Linked DNA regions of Mus musculus: region 2 is linked to region 1. A link is a contact called in public promoter capture Hi-C data. All regions are on one chromosome and are shown on one strand. Each heading gives the region's core, a stretch centred on a gene start, on an enhancer-like site or on the middle of the called end of the contact. The rest is flanking DNA. Distances are from core to core; before and after follow the strand shown.

What was found. Capture Hi-C pulls out chosen DNA fragments and counts their contacts.
Region 2: a contact with region 1 is called in a promoter capture Hi-C map of adipose tissue. The contact joins the promoter of Tyw3 here to the promoter of Lhx8 in region 1. A contact is called at or near these places in 9 of 39 promoter capture datasets (cranial neural crest, embryonic stem cells, frontonasal cranial neural crest and 4 more), 4 of 484 Hi-C or Micro-C datasets (embryonic stem cells, hematopoietic stem and progenitor cells and palatal mesenchyme), 12 of 115 datasets of contacts at active chromatin or transcription factors (craniofacial prominence, embryonic basal ganglia, embryonic forebrain and 4 more) and 3 of 9 other capture datasets (adipose tissue, liver and pancreatic islet).

What each region holds. Positions count from the first base shown.
Region 1 is chr3:154,329,180-154,331,879 of GRCm38.p6, reverse strand. It overlaps Lhx8 (LIM homeobox protein 8), which reads left to right and starts at 1,320. Exons shown (of 9, transcript NM_010713.2): 1 at 1,320-1,608. The coding sequence starts at 1,528. It overlaps AI606473 (expressed sequence AI606473), which reads right to left and starts at 1,059. Exons shown (of 3, transcript NR_040387.1): 1 at 817-1,059.
Region 2 is chr3:154,595,680-154,598,379 of GRCm38.p6, reverse strand. Tyw3 (tRNA-yW synthesizing protein 3 homolog (S. cerevisiae)) reads left to right here and starts at 1,282. Exons shown (of 6, transcript NM_172474.5): 1 at 1,282-1,527. The coding sequence starts at 1,354. It overlaps Cryz (crystallin, zeta), which reads right to left and starts at 1,669. Exons shown (of 9, transcript NM_009968.4): 1 at 1,096-1,669.

The sequences.
Region 1 (2,700 bases), core at 71-2,570:
GACGAAAATCAGCAGCAGAAGCCACAGAAGCAGCAGCAGCAACAACAACCACTATTTAGCTTTTCGGGCAGTCGGTCCAAACCTCCACCGTTCTATGCTTTACCAGAATACAGTCGATTCTTAAATCTCAGGTCCCTCATACTCCACGCTAAATTTAATGGAGATCTCCTGATGGGCATCGGCCAGAGGGTGCTAATATGAAAGTGTATGTAATGGCTGAAAAGGAGAGCCGAGATGGCGTATGTTCAAACGTCCTCTGTGTTTAAGGAGGAAAGGGGCAATCAAAGAAAACCTTTAATCCCTGCCCACCCCAATGCTCATTTTGTCCAGAGAAAGTGTGGTCAGCATTAGTTGCTGCTGGCCCCTCCACTACCCCTGATGGCTGGTCTGGGTTCTTCTTCTCCCGCTAAAATAAGACAAGGGAGTAAGATTGCTCTTCCTTGTGTTTCACTACATATATTTCTGTCTAACTAAGGTAACAAAAGCATGGTTTTGTTATAAGGCTTGAGAAACTGACTCCAGGATGTTCTTATATCACTTAAATTCCAAACGTTTCTCTTTTGCTTATCTAAAGGGACAAATAAATAAAAGTAATTAAAAAATAACTTCTTACAAAATTTTTCTTCTATAAACAAAGTGAGACCTCATAAACAAACAAACAAAAAACCTCACACTTTCCAATTCAGATAAAAATTATCTCTACCCTACTCACATTCAAACGTTCACACTTAAGCACGGGAATGTGGAGTGCGCAGCAGTCTATCTATGGCATACCGTTTGTCTAGAATTAAAGAAAATAAAAAAATCGTAACATACTTTCGTTTTTCTTGTATCCTTGATTTCAAATCTAGTCGCGAATCAAATCTAGTCCTTCGTTTGTCCCTTCATTATCTTAACGGGAAAACCTTTCGAAAATGTAGAGAGAACCATTGGTGCGCATTTAGGGAGACCTAAGACTTGGGAATCCAGAAGACCTCCGCTTTCCCTCCGTGAGCCGCTGAAAGAGCTGTAACCCGAATCTTTGTTTAGGTTTTGGCTGGGGAGCGAGAATTTAAAGACAACTCAGAGGCAGAAAGCTTATTCTTAAAAAGAAAAAAAAAAGGCAAGTTAACGGACATCCGCAATTCCCCCCCACCTTTAACACTGAACTCAGAGTAAGTTGTCTGGTGCAGATAAAGATCTTAACATGTAGAGAAGGCGGGTTTTTCATAAGGAGGTGAGGCTGTCCCTTCAGGAAAAGACTTTTCCCCCACACCCCCTCCTCTCTGCGAGGTTCCACCCTCTGGAAAACACAACTTTCCCTCTTTTCCTGGAGGGACAGGCCTTAGTGTGGCTGAGAGAGGAAGAACAGTGGGTCAGAGAGTGGTTACGGTCACTGTGGCCTTTTTGGAACAAGACACACTGGTGGCATCGCTGTTCTGCCTGTTAGCTTTCCTTGGCCTTTGGGGGCGGAGGAGGGGACACTGCGGACACCCACAGCCTCTGACCCTCTGGAGCTGGTATGTGACGAGCAGCGCCTGCGGGGCCATGTATTGGAAGAGCGATCAGATGTTTGTGTGTAAGCTGGAGGGAAAGGAAGTGCCGGAGCTGGCGGTTCCCCGCGAGAAGGTAAGCGAGCCTACACCGGGCGGGATCTGTTGAATAGGAGTTTCCTTGAGAGAAGAGAGTTGTCCGGCCCCTAAACCAGGCTGGGAAACTACCTGTCACTGCCTCGTCTCCAGACCTGACAATTTTTTTTATTACGTAGTAGCGTTAGGTAGTAATCACTCCGTCCCCTCCCCACGGGCTCACTTAACCTAAGGCATGGACACTCTAATTTGGGAGACGAAACCTGGAGCCTAAGACGCTCACGGGGCAACGTGAGTCCTGCTTGTATTCTACGTGACGGGCTGTTCGCGGCAGTCTGGGGCAGGGGCCGGGGGTCTAGGTGTTTGTCTCAGGGCACCAGATACCAATGGCTGCGCTCTGCTGAACGCTGGCTCTTGCCACGGATAAGGTGAATGTGGGGCTTGAGACCCGGCGGCGACAGACCTGGGGACTTGAGTCTTCCAGGGCCCGCCCGCTCTTAGAAAGGGACAAAAGAACGATTTCGTTGGAAATACCAAAAGGGCAAATTTCGCAGTACGAGGCGAGCCTAACGGGGAGACCTGGCAAGCTGTCACCTACTCCGGAGGCAAGACCCGTGGGTGCTCGCATTTTATGGTGGAACTCGGTTCCTAAACTGTTGGAGAGCAGGGCCGGGGTGGGGGTATCGGCTGGACATGGGCAGAGTAGTGCTGGCTTCGTGTTTGTCTGACGGTTGCGGGTAGCGTTTCTGTCTGGATGCTTTCTGTCCACGAAGACGCGCCCGGGAGCAGCTGCGCCGGGGCTACCCAGGCGTGCGGCCGCTGGCTCACCTGGAGCTTTCGGAAGACAGAGGAAAAGGAGACAAAGGGACGCAAAAGCGAGGGGTGTGGGCTGCTGGAATCCGCGGACCCACTCGCCCTAAACTAGACTTCTCAGAGAGATTGCATTCGTTTATAGAACAAAACTGAAAGTGCAGCCAGGGATTGGGGACACTTGAGCGACGCGTCCGCGTGCTCTAAAATATTCTGACCCGCATTGGGTGAGTTTTTTTTTTTTTTTAATGGAACAAATTAAATTCAGCTGGATATTTCCATTATTCGGCCCGCTTTTGCACTGGTTAAAACTAATCCTTTA
Region 2 (2,700 bases), core at 33-2,532, 270 kb before region 1:
CAAACTCAAGAGGAAAGACATATTACTAATGAAGTGCAGAGGGCCAAGGTTAGGGCTAGCGGCAAGGAACACTTGTTATCCTCTTGCTGAGGGCTTCATTTGGCTTTCCAGCACCAACTTGGTGACTCAGGCTCGAAACCTATTCTAACTCCAGTCCCAGGAGATCTAATACCCTCTTCTGTCCTTTGAGTGCACCAGGAATACACACGGTGTGGAAAAAAGAGCAAAATAAAATAAAATTGATTTCTAGAGAGAGTTTTAAATGAAGACTAAAAAAGAGGCCTCATAGTTATAAAATGTACTGCCACTGTTCCAGAATGGCTCATGGAAGCTTGTGGCTTACTATTAACTTGGAAACACGAATAAATGATGAAAATTAAAGTATCCAGTCCAAGTCTTCTGGCTATATGATGTTGTCACGGTCTTGCTTTCACACTGATCACTCTGTACCCCTGCAGCATCTCATGGACAGGGCAGGCCCCGCTTCAGTGTGACAGAATGCTGCTTGCTACAAGCTGCATTTCCTAGGGCAGGAGCCAGCGGGGAGTTATGGTGGCTTCAGGGGCTCGAGGTGGACACGAAGTCCACACAGTGGCCTCTGCACTTTCAATCATTAACAGGTCTTTTCTGGTCACAAGACTGAGGCAGGAACTCTGGGAACTGTAAATGCGCAAGATGTAGTTAACAATGTATTAGGTTTTTCTAACTCTGTCCCTCTCTGTGTCCCTCTGTCTCTGACTCTCTCTAGGTCTCTCTTCTTTCTTTTGAAGACTACTGTAGGTGGGTGCCACTATGTCTAAAAATAGGAATAACAACGCCCACTGCATACACACCGGAGGACAGAACACAGACCTCCTCTACCTGCACCTGGGAAGTTGTGAACCCGGAGTTGGGGCGCGAGTGCCTGGGTGGCGGCAGAAATCCCCAGGCATCAGTAGGCAGCTACCCCAGTCGGAACCACCGGCCGCCTGCTGTGCAGTTCTCCAGTGCAGATAGATCTCCTGGAGCCTAGAACTTGAAAGAAAGAAAAAAAAAAAAAAAAAAGCCTCCCGGCAGACAAGAGTAGGACCTTGCTTGCGGTCCTGGGTGACTTACCCTCCTCTAGAGTAGGAAACAAAACCTCCTAAGCTCCAGAAGGTCTGTGGGGAAAGAGGTGGGCTGGCTTTCCCTAACTTCGCTAGGCTCCCCCTCTCGGTTTACGCCTGTACGGTCTGGCGGCGCACGTCTTGCTCCTGGTTGCGCCAATGGGGAACTTTGGTCCTCTCCGGCCACCGTGGCGGCAATATGGCTGCGCCCATGGAGAAGAAGGCGCATTCCAGAGCAGAAAGCCGACCCCAGCTCGCTCGCTCGCTCATGGACCGTAGCGCGGAGTTCGGCCGGTGGAAGGCGCAGAGTCTGAGCAAGGCGGACCTTAGCCGCAAGGGCAGTGTGGACGAGGACGCGGTGGAGGTGGTGGAGCTCCTGAACTCGCGGGAAGAGTTTTTCACCACCAGCTCCTGCGCAGGGCGCATCCTCCTTCTGGACGGGGTGAGGCCCGGGCCGGGGGAGGCTGTGCAATGCTAATGCGTCCTCCGGGTGATGGTGGAGCTAGCTTAAGTGGCGAAGGCTGGGGATTGGATTTACAGAGCGCTGGAGGAGCTCGAGTCTCCAAGTCCCTTCGGTCACGCTCGCCCTCGAGCCGCGCTAACCCAATCACTGTCGCTATGAGATGGGCGCCCGAAGGTTAAGGGGTCGCTGCCCCCTGGTGGCCGGTGTCATTATTACAGCCCTGGGCATTTTAGCTCTAAATGAAACAGTACTGTAGATACATGGTCAAAGCCCCTGGCTGCACGCTCTCATCCTCTTCCTGTCCCACAACACAGGATAACTAGACAACACGTGAAATAGGGTAATTTATTTCCAACATTTCTCATCGTGCCTGGCCCCATATTGCTGGTTAAAAGTCGCTAGGTTCCGCTTGGTTCTTCACGTACTGAAGTCCCAGATTATCGAGGTCTGTTCATGTTTATATTGCTTCCACCACTCCCGTTCTGTTCATGGACACTCTTGCTCACAAGCTAGCTGCCCACACCTCTTCTACAACTGCCCTGCCTGGGTTTATTCAGACGAGTCTCCAAAACACTGTTGTCTCTTCTCCAAGCCATGTTTCACAACACATTCATATGTATATGCATATGAGGGATGCATACACATATATGTATAATATATTTATAAATGTATAAATATATATGTATATACTATGTGTAAAATATCTATAATGAAAACATATTATAATTATGATTATACAAAATATAATCATAATAGAATATGATATATATTTTATATATTTTCATTTTTAAGCAGAATTTACTTTAGAAAATCCAAATTTATATTGTTCTGTAACCTGCAATCCTTTCCTCATTTTAACCAACTGCCAAGATTGAACTATTTTCTTTAGTTACTTGTCTTTGTCTTGTTCCTGTTCTTCATTTAGGAGTGGCAGAGTACTGAGAACCGAACTTAGGGTCTCGATCATGCTCAGCAAACACTCTACCACTGAGTGAAACTTCCAGCCTCCTCCCTACCTTTTGTTTTTTTTTTTTTTTAAACCTTCTAAAACAGGATCTTTCAAAGCTGCATAGACTGATCTTGAACACATTTAATAGACCAAGAACTCCTGGAACCTGTGGTCCTCCTGCCTCAGCTTCTGGAGTAGCTGTC